Regions from separate parts of the Mus musculus genome. Here region 1 is linked to region 2. Evidence: chromatin contacts called from public HiChIP or PLAC-seq data. All regions are on one chromosome and are shown on one strand. The core of a region is the stretch at or near the end of the contact, and the rest is flanking DNA. Distances in the headings are between cores, read along the strand shown.

Evidence for each region. HiChIP or PLAC-seq counts read pairs in DNA pulled down with a chosen protein or histone mark.
Region 1: a contact with region 2 is called in a BATF HiChIP or PLAC-seq map of CD8 T cells, with 5 read pairs. The contact joins the enhancer-like site here to the promoter of Ddx10 in region 2. A contact is called at or near these places in 13 of 39 promoter capture datasets (the 3T3-L1 cell line, the C10 cell line, the HPC-7 cell line and 10 more), 4 of 15 datasets of contacts at CTCF or cohesin (embryonic stem cells, pro-B cells and stem cell-derived epiblast-like cells), 45 of 484 Hi-C or Micro-C datasets (B cells, the C10 cell line, CD4 T cells and 23 more), 24 of 115 datasets of contacts at active chromatin or transcription factors (the 230-238 cell line, CD8 T cells, the SCID.adh cell line and 12 more) and 4 of 9 other capture datasets (adipose tissue, embryonic stem cells, liver and 1 more).

What each region holds. Positions count from the first base shown.
Region 1 is chr9:53,448,848-53,453,830 of GRCm38.p6, forward strand. Atm (ataxia telangiectasia mutated) reads right to left here. Exons shown (of 63, transcript NM_007499.3): 53 at 4,685-4,823; 54 at 4,506-4,588; 55 at 2,702-2,842; 56 at 1,671-1,787. Among named protein-coding and RNA genes, the nearest start is that of 4930550C14Rik, 46 kb to the left of the region's middle. Within about 2 kb of position 3,519, at least 10 of the 459 cell types and tissues checked have an H3K27ac peak or open chromatin away from gene starts, as enhancers often do. A contact at or near this core is called in CD8 T cells and the SCID.adh cell line, where this site is marked.
Region 2 is chr9:53,245,641-53,250,907 of GRCm38.p6, forward strand. Ddx10 (DEAD box helicase 10) reads right to left here and starts at 2,472. Exons shown (of 18, transcript NM_029936.2): 1 at 2,178-2,472. The coding sequence starts at 2,363.

The sequences.
Region 1 (4,983 bases), core at 2,269-4,768, 200 kb after region 2:
AGTGCTGGCAGGATATTTGGTATTGTCATTTCTATGGTGCATTACCTGATTTCTGTAAGTAAATGTTTGTCACTTCCTCACCTGCACCAAAGAGGATTCCCTAAGACTGTCATGATAAAAAGCAAGCTGCCATGGAGGAGGCCATGGAAGGTGACACCGCCTTCAATCTGGCCAAAAGGACACCACCCTATGAACGTGGTGTAGTCCTGCTGCTCTGCTCAGCGGGGGGAAGCTGTGGGACCTCTCCCACTGTGCTAGCAGCTTTTGATAGGAGAAAGAAATGTGACTTTTGCTAAATAAAGAGCTGGTGGCTGGAGACGGGGCAGAAGAAAGCAGAACGTCTTGGCAGAAAGACAGAATCATGGACAAAAATGAAGCAGGGATGTAAAGAGAGAGATGAGAGAAAGAGAGAGCTCGCCACATGGCTGGACAGGATGGCAGTCAGGTTAAGTTAGAAGCTAGCTGAGAGACTGCCCCAGCAAAAAAGCCAAGAGCCTTCAACTATACAGATATCTCAGCTTCTTTATTTCTAAACCTCAAGTGGGGTCCCAACACTCCATAATACATACTACCTTTTCCCTCTTCTTATATAGGGACCACGATAATTTTCTTTGTACTGGTCCAATTTTAGAATCTGTGCTGCTGCAGTGAACATGATGATACATACTCTTTAACTGTTGTGAAGGGAACACTTTTCCAATGCACTTTAAAATATTTTACTAGTGTTTATCTTCTAGTAAAATATTTGAGTGTCTAGAGAAAATAGTTGCAGAGTTTACCCTTCTGAAAATAAAGAAACAGCCACTGAGACTGTTCTAAAAAGAGCTGGTTCTCAACTAGACGTGAATTAAATGCTTTTCAGTTTGTTCCTATCTTCCTGGGGAAAGATAAGCAGCAAGAAGCCCTGAGACAGCAGTGACAGAGGATGGAGATGGGGAAGAGAATGTGGGAACAAAGCCGGAAAAGGACAAACCTTCACCTCTTAGGAAAAAAGATCAGCTAATGATAGAATAACAGGACCCGAGGATTTCTCAAGTGAACTGTGGAGAAAATGGAAATGGGTCTAACTCCATTGACTGTCCTACAGTAAAATCTACCAAATGAAGGTTGCAGTGTCCTCTCACTTAGCAATCCAATTTCTGAAAATCTTTCCAATAGATTGACCAGAATGTGAAATGAACGAAGCATGCATGCTCACTTCATCTGTTCAGTGCAGAGTATCACCGTGTGCAGTAACACAAGCCCAGAAATAACCAAAATGAACCATGCACAGATAAGCAGCAGCATAATCCCTACAGCACATTACTTACCACAATAAAGGGAGACTATTGCTGTTGACTGTAGAAAATGTCTAATGGCAGCCAACATTAAATAATACTAAAATGAAAATTAAAGTTGTGTTGTCCAACCTGAGAGTGGCAATCCATAGCCTCTGAAGCAAAACCAGTATCAGTCTATTTCTGTACAGCTTGTGAGCAAAAGATGACAGAGATTTTAAAAAGTCATAAGTAAAAATTAAACAATATACAAAAGACCTGAATGGTCCTCAAAGTCTAAAATATTTACTAGTTGTTCTTTTACAGAAAACATATGCTCATTCTTGGTCCAAACAGTGCACCTTCCTTGGGCAAGCTGCAGAACACAAGCTACCTTGCAGGACCACAAGTTACCTTGTATGTGCAGATAGTCAGTTTCCTCTTTCTAGTCTCAGTGTTTCTCTGCAGTAGTGTATTGCACATCTGGAAGACCTGCTGCATGACAGCATCTTGCCTCAGGTCATCACGGCCCTTCAGAACAACCAGACATGAACAGGCAGAGTTTACTTTATTATAAGCACAGAGTCATCTAAGAAAAGGCAGAACTAGTCAATCTGAGTTTCTACACTCATCTTCAGAATGTCTTGAATAATTAATACCTACTGTCATTTTTCACTTAGAAAAAAAAAAAAAAACAAAACCTATGAAACTGGGAAGCAGATTGATACAAAGGCCAAGTTCCTCTTAGCTGCTTCTCTAATAACTAAACTAACTCCTTCAACTGAAGGCACAATACAAAACACCCAAATAAAGTAATCTTTCATTTCTCTTCTATTTTCAGCAAGACTCCAAAAGCACCTAAGCAGCAATGCAAAGCAGGGAGTGCTGCTACTTCTCAGGAGCAAGTGGCACTGTGTCAGGCCCGGGATATTGAGTACAGGCCTTAAATTGTTCTAATCCCCACCATAAGCCTTTTTTACAAGTAAGCTCATAGCGTGTGCAATTCTTTCTCTTGAATCAACTGTGCAAGAGCCTGCTAAGCCCAGTACTGCCGACTTACAGTCTCAGCTTCTCCAGAGGCTCAGGTAAGAGGGTCTTAAATTCAAGCCCCGCCCAGGGAGCTTAGCAAGACCCTGTGTCAAATAAAACCTAAAGGAGAGCTGGGATGTAACTCAGAAGCAGATGAGCATGAGCGAGGCCCTGGTTCTAATCCATAATAGCAGGACACAAAAACAAAAATTACAGTCTTTCAGAGAAGACACACAATTCTAAAAAGCAGTTTGATTCTATCACACTGTATTTCTACTTCAAAAATGTTTTCTACCTGTCATTATTCAGGATAAAGCTAGATCCAGACAACCAAATGAGGTAAGAATTAAATATCCTGCTGTTGATGTTGATGGCATTAATCCTCTGAAGACTATACCAGAAACAGGAAGTCTTACCTTCACAAGCTGTCTCCTTTCCTTGCCATCAGAACCCACACAATCTATTATTTTGGGTAAATTTAAGCCTCCAGCTAAGCGAAATTCTGTTTTAAATGATTTTATAGTCACCAGATTTTCATACTCTCCTGTGGGATCAACCTAATAAATGATGATAAATAATTATTATAGGTCAGACAAACAAAACAGGAGAATAACTAATGATAAACAGTAAACAACCACAAATGATAACTCTGCTAATTAACAGCTGGGTTTCTAATTTCTAATTTGTTTAATTCAAGTTAGAATTAATGACACTGATAGATTTTTATTACGTTTGCTTATTTACTTGGTGTGTATGTGTGTGTATTTGGGTGACCACACATATGTGTCACCATGCTGGTACCCAGGCAGAGCTCTGGTTTAAATGATTGGCAGCAAGTGTCTTTACTTGCTGCCCAGATTTTTAAAATTACATATAACACAGTTTACTTTCTTAAACATCTTTTCATAAATCTTCAGCATTTTAAGTCAATTAAATAGTACTGCTGAAAAACTACTGAAAACTAGAACTTAGTTGTTATTTACATATGTTGAAAAAAATCTAAGGAATTATTTAATTCACAAGAGTATCATGTAAAATTTTAAAAGAGGAAATATTCAGCTAAACCACATAGCCTGTATCTGTTAACCTGCATGATGCAATAATGGGTCAAACTCAGTAACAAGAACACTAATCTTAGTGTACACATTGGAAGGAGAAAGAGAGCTGTACCATGGACCTAACGCATCAGCTTCTAAAATGGTAACCTTTAGTGTTACACACATCCTGCCCACATGGTACTTCTAGGAATAAAAGATCACTATGAATAGGTGTTTAGTACGTATACACAGCAACTTAGAGGTACCATAACACCTACTGTTTTACTAAATAATATAGTTACATCACAGCCAATACATCCCAGTGCATACTGAATGACTAAAAACCAAAACGGCGACAACAAAAATGATGGAGTGGTGTTGCCCACCCGCAAACCAGAGGTAGAGTGTTCCATCACCATGGGCATGAAACACACCCACACACTGAGAAAGAATAATACAGAGAAAAACAGTGAACGGGACACAGGTCTGTAGTCCCAGGTACTCAAAAGACAGAGAGGAGGATGGTCAAGTTCTAGTCTTGCTTCAATTACAGAGCAGGTTCATAGTCAACAAAGTGAGACCCTGCCTTAAACGTATAAAAAAGGCTTCCCCAGTGCATAATAGGTTCAGTCCCTAGAGTTAAAATAACAATAAGAGATAACAGGAAAGAAAAGAAGGGAGGGAGGGAGGGAGGGAGGGAGGAAGGGAGGAAGGGAGAGAGAGAGAGGTGGGGGAAGGGAGAAAAAAAGAAAGAAAAAAATCTAATGGACAACCTATAGGTAGAAAGATATGAAACTACAATAATTAGCCATTTGGACTGAAAAAAAATCTACAAATAATTTAATCTACTAATGTGTAATTTAGTCTTATTTTTTTTTAAAGATTTATTTATTTATTATATGTAAGTACACTGTAGTTGTCTGCAGACAGGCCAGAAGAGGGAGTCAGATCTTGTTACAGATGGTTGTGAGCCACCATGTGGTTGCTGGGATTTGAACTCCGGACCTTCGGAAGAGCAGTCGGGTGCTCTTACCCACTGAGCCATCTCACCAGCCCGTAATTTAGTCTTATTAAAAATCAAGAGTTAACCGTCTTCTGGAGTGTCTGAAGACAGCTACAGTGTACTTAGATATGATAAATAAATAAATCTTTAAAAAAAAATCAAGAGTTAATAGTAAATTACCTTAATTTCCATAGTGGGAACAACAACATCTTCTAAATTCTTCAGTTTAGTGATTGGCTGGTTGGCTGGAATATTGATGCCTTCTACGTTAAAAATAAATAGATTTTAGTGACAGCTGTAAACGGAGGACTATCACTGCAGGTCAAGCTGGACAGCGGCAGTGGTACTTTCACACATACTTCTCTGAGCCCTCCACTGAGAGGCGTCCATGTTTGCCAAGATGATGTAGGCATCGCAGAGCGCCTCCATGTCCTTCACCATCTTACATCGCTTACTTCTGATGGAGTGGATGATTCTGGTTGCAGCCTCTGTTCGATCCTACCATCAACAACAAAGAACAAGACCCACTAAACATTTAAGTTTCTTGGAGCTATACAAAGAGAATCCATGCACAGATCTAGACAACGAAAGGACTATAATTCCTCAGATGCAAACAAAACACCCACTCAGGGAATGAAATACACACATAAAAAAATTC
Region 2 (5,267 bases), core at 1,222-3,721:
GCAATCAATATAAATGAAAATGAGTTGAGATCTAAAGACCACTTTAACATCAGACATGAGATGCAGAGTTTGGAGTTTGCCCAGCTGGTTTCCTGTCTTTCTTTGGGGATTAGAGTTAAGTGATTGGATGAATCTCAGAATAGACCTTGAACTTGGACTAAATTGTTGACACTGCTATAAACTATGGGGACTTTGGAAATGGGACCAAATGTACTTCTTTATTATGCTACGACCAAGTACTCATAGACTCATACGTTTTAACAAGCCGATGGAGGCCAGGGAGTAGAATGTGATGCTTTGTATAAGCTTGGCACAGGGAGTAGCACTATTAAAAGGAGTGGCCCTATTGGAGTAGGTGTGTCACTGTGAGTATGGGCTTTCAGACCCTCATTCTAGCTGCCTGGAAGCCAGTATTCAGCCAGCAGCCTACAGATGAAGATGTAGAACTCTCAGCTTGCCTGCACCATGCCTGCCTGGATGCTGCATGTTCCCATTTTGATGATAATGGACTGAACCTCTGAACCTGTAAGCCAGGCCCAATTAAATGTTGTCCTTATAAGAGTTGCCTTGGTCATGGTGTTCATTCACAGCAGTAAAACCCTAACTAAGACATTCAGCATAGGCAGAAATAAGGATATGAACTCAGAAAAGTTCTGGGTAGAACAAAACAAGGAGTCACAGCTCCACGGAAGTAAACCAAGCACAGGCTAAGGCTACATTCTCCAAGCAATTCTAGTCACAGTTCAAAACAAAATCCAAAAGCAATTTGTTAATAATAGCCTCTTTTTTAATTTGTCTTTTTTCTATATGACAGGCATTGTGAATAATGTTTTCCACACTTTATCTTAATTCCTCACAACTTATGAGGCAGGTACTACTACTAAGCCTTTTAAAATAAGGGGGGAGGGTGTGAATAGTGTAAGAAAAGTAACCAAAGTCATATAGCTGGTGAGCCAAATCCGAATCAAATTATCTGAAGTCAAAACCCCAACTAATTCTTAAATGTTGCCAACTCTGAACAGTTTATCTAGTTGTCGCTGTTGCTGTTGCTGTTTAAGCTACAAGATAGCAAGTAATGACTTTTAATTCCAGGATGATTCTACCTATTAAATCCCAAACTAGAAAGGTGGCATTCACTGGAAAGGTGAGAAAGGTAGATGAATGCTGGAAAATATGGGTTTTAAGAGGATGGATAGAAGTAACATTCCTAAGGGGCAGACACCTAGGGCAGGAAAACACGCCAGCTTGTCTAAGTGTTAACTATGAGACTACTCATCTAGGAACACTGGCTACAAGATGCTGATGTCAGGAAGAGGCAAACACATTCCATTGTCTTTCCACTGATTCTTGGTGAAAACCATGAAGACAATGAGACAAAGAACAAAAGATGATGCTAAGGGACAGAGCCAATTCCCAACTTAAAGATCGAGAGCTGTGGAAACAGACACAGGTCTAGGTTCCAATTCCACACTACTAGATGTGGGAAATTAGGGCCAGTTTCTTATCCTCTCCAAACTCTACAGTTCTTATCCGTTAAATGGACTACTAGGATCCATCCACACCTCAAGATAGGGGCAAAGAATATAAAACATGGAGAGTACTTAAAGATATTTCTATTATTTTAAACATTTCCCACGAACAACAGCGTTTTCTTACATCACTCCAGATTTTAGCTTATTTATTTCATTTTTGAGACCAAGTTTCACGTATCACTGACTGACCTCGAACTTGCTATAAAGCCTTGGATGACTTTGCACCTCTGATCCCCCTGCCTCCACCTCCTTAGTGCTCAATATGTGCCCGGTTTATGTGGAGCTGGGGATTGAACCCAGGACTTCCTGCGTGTTGGGCTAGCACTCTACTGAAGGCTCTCACTCCATCCGCTAGGTTCTTTCCACAGCGGTCACTATTGCCTCTCTGTTCTGTCACCACTGCTGCACCACATGTCCCTACCCGGAGTGTCACCGCATTTCTATCACTTTTCCCAGCACTGCGGAAAGTAGAAGAGTCAGACCTGGGTAGCGACACCCAACAGACCACTAGTGAGGCCCCGTTGGCCGGGTCCGCCCCTTTCCCACACCACCCTGACCCTAAGTCCACCACAGCGGCAACACCTCCGGGCTGCACCCACCCTCGCTCCCCAGAGCCCCGCCGAACGTGCCCCGAGCCCACCTCACCTTCTCGTAGTTTTGCATGAGGCGGCTGATCCCCTCGCGCTCGACCTGCCATTCCGGCTTCTTTAGCTGCTTCCTCCGCTCCTTCTTTTGGTGCTGCCTGTGGCTGTGTTTTTTCTTCCAGCGATTAAAGCTCCGCACCGGGTCGGGTCGGGTTCCCTGACCCAGAGAAGCAACCGTTTTGCCCATGGCGGGGGCTGCCAGGACCCACGACGCCGCTACACGGGAGCCTCCTCGCTCCTCAAGGCACAGCACGGAAGACGCGAAACCAGCGTGTGGAGAAGGCGCAGGGGCGCACGCGCAAGTCCGGGAACCCGCCCCCAAGCTGGGGAGAGTGGGCACACATTAATGACGACAGGCAATGCGCGGACGATGATTGGTGATTTGGCTTCCGCTGGGCGGGGCGATCTTAAGACGCCAGGGGAAAGCGTGCACGGAGGAACTGGGCGTGCTCCACTGCTTCCGAGAGTGCTTGGGGCTTCCGGAAACAGCGCAAGTACACTGCTTATTGCTAGTATGGTGAAGTCATACTCAGCGTAAAGTACTGCTTTTCATTTACTCTGGATTCAAGTGTGCCCAACATTCGCGAGTACACTGCTATACGTTATAGAGTATGTAGGTCGTAGTTACTTTGTAGATCAGACTGGCCTCAAATTTATAAGAATTCACCTGCCTCCTGAATACTCTAATTTCAGTTAAATGCCACCGTGTTGACTCAAAATGCTTTAAAGCAAACTTTTCAATTAACAAAAAGTTACATAATACAGAAAAATACACTTACACATAGACATCGTAAAGATGCCTCTGGAGAGCATCCTAAACATCAATCACCATTTATCTTACAAAGTGTCAAAAACAAACAAAACAAAACAAAACAAAAACCAAACCCTGAGATGATTACTGTGTTAGTCACTGAACTATTACTGTGAAGAGACACCATGACCAAGGCAACTTTTATAGAAAGAAGCATCATTTAACTGGGCTGGCTTACAGTTTCACAGGTTTAGTCCATTATCATCATGACAGGGAAGGCATGCCAGCATCCAGGTGGGCACTGGAGCAGTACCTAAGAGCTGCATCCTGATCCATAGGCAGGACACAGACACACAGACACACACACACACACCTGCGTGCGCACGCACACGCACGTACGCACGCATGAACAGCGACACTGTGCCTGGCATGGACTTTTGAAACTCCAAAGTTTTGAAACTGTGACTCCAAATATATGAGCCTATGGAAATCATTCTTATTCAAACCATCACATTTACTCTCAGTTTTAACAACTGGGTGGCCTTAACTGAATATTCACATTGTATATTTTATAGTGATTTTTTTTTTCAAGACAGGGTTTCTCTGTGTAGCACTGGCTGTTCTGGAACTCACTCTGTAGACCAGGCTGGCCTCGAACTCAGAAATCCACCTACCTCTGCCTCCCAAGTGCTGGGATTAAAGGCGTGTGCCACCACTGCCCAGCTATAATGATTTTTAAGTTAAGTAAATGTTTATTTCCACGACTATGACTATAGCTATAAGTTAAACCAAGATTTTTTTTCATATTTTCCATCACTACACTTTTTTTGTTTTGTTTTGTTTTGTTTTTCGAGACAGGGTTTCTCTGTATAGCTGTCCTGGAACTCACTTTGTAGACCAGGCTGGCCTCGAACTAAGAAATCCCTCTGCCTCCCAAGTGCCTCCCAAGTGCTGGGATTAAAGGTGTGTGCCACCAAACCCTGCTATCACTATACTTTTTAAATGCACTCACACATGCACACACACACACACACACACAAACACCATGTGTCTTGTGAACTTTTCCAAGGGCAAGTGAAATAGGGCACCAACAATGACTAAAGCAAGGAATGGATTCTACCCCTTAGAGAACCAATGAGTATAATTATCCAGACCATTGAGATTTCTTTTTAAAGTATGAGCAATGTTAGGCAGCTCCACCACTGATGAAAAAAAAAAATGTATCTCTCAGCTCCTCAGGAACCCCTCCCCTGTAGTGTGACTGGGATATTCTCTTTGAGGGCTATAACTGTCTAGCCAATAAACTCAGGAGGACTTGGTATTGATGCAAAGGTGCCAGAAAAATCAACAAATGTTGGAGCTCTCAAAATCAGAGACCAACATCGAGTTCTTATCCCACAGATCCTACCAATGAAACCCAGTCAGACAGAAACAGTGGACAAGTGAGTTCAAAAGTAGAACAGTTCATTAAATCCTGATAAGGAGGCAGAGGTCCTGAGAACAGAGTAAAGATGGTAAGCCAGAGCTGCCCAACAGAAGACATCCAAGGGTGAACTGCCATTATCCAGCTTTTTGCCTGTTTATTTGTTTGCTTTTAAAGGGGGAGGGCTTTCCCCTGTTGATACATCTACAATGCAACTTCACATATAAAGCTCGGGGAAAATTACAAGACAAGTTAGATAAGGGCATCAACAATGACTAAGGCAAGAGATGGATTCTACCCTCTCTTCAGTGTTGGGGACTAGACCCAGGATCTTGGGTATGCTGGACAAGCACCCTATAGGCTGAGCTGCATCTCCAGTCAATTTCCCTATATTTTGAATAAGCAATCAGAAACTGTAAAAGAAAAACCATGGAGGAGAAAATCCTAATTTTTATTTACCTTTCCTGGAACAGTATTGCAGAAAAACAAAAAACAAACAAACAAAAACAAGAAGTAAACAAGGAAGAAGAAAGACTGTACAAGCCACCAGATCAGGACATGGACTTCAGGATCATGATTTCTAGACATGGAAGGGAAATTGGATCTATGAAATCTCAATAATGTTGTTGGTTGAAAAACCCCTGCATAATGACAACACCAGTAGACATGCCACCATAGATGGGGAAATTCCACAAGTCCCTGCCACTAGAGGCAGAGCTACAGGAAATGAATAGCTGCTGAGAAAGAGAGGAGAATCAGTTTTCTTTAGGAACAAGCCCCTGAATAGGTCATCCAATCCCAAGTGGTCGGCCCCAAACACATGCACAGATGAGCAATACTAAATAGAATCAGTAGGTCACATGCACTTATAAATAAATAAATAAATAAATAAATCTCTTTTTAAAAGATTTCAGAGT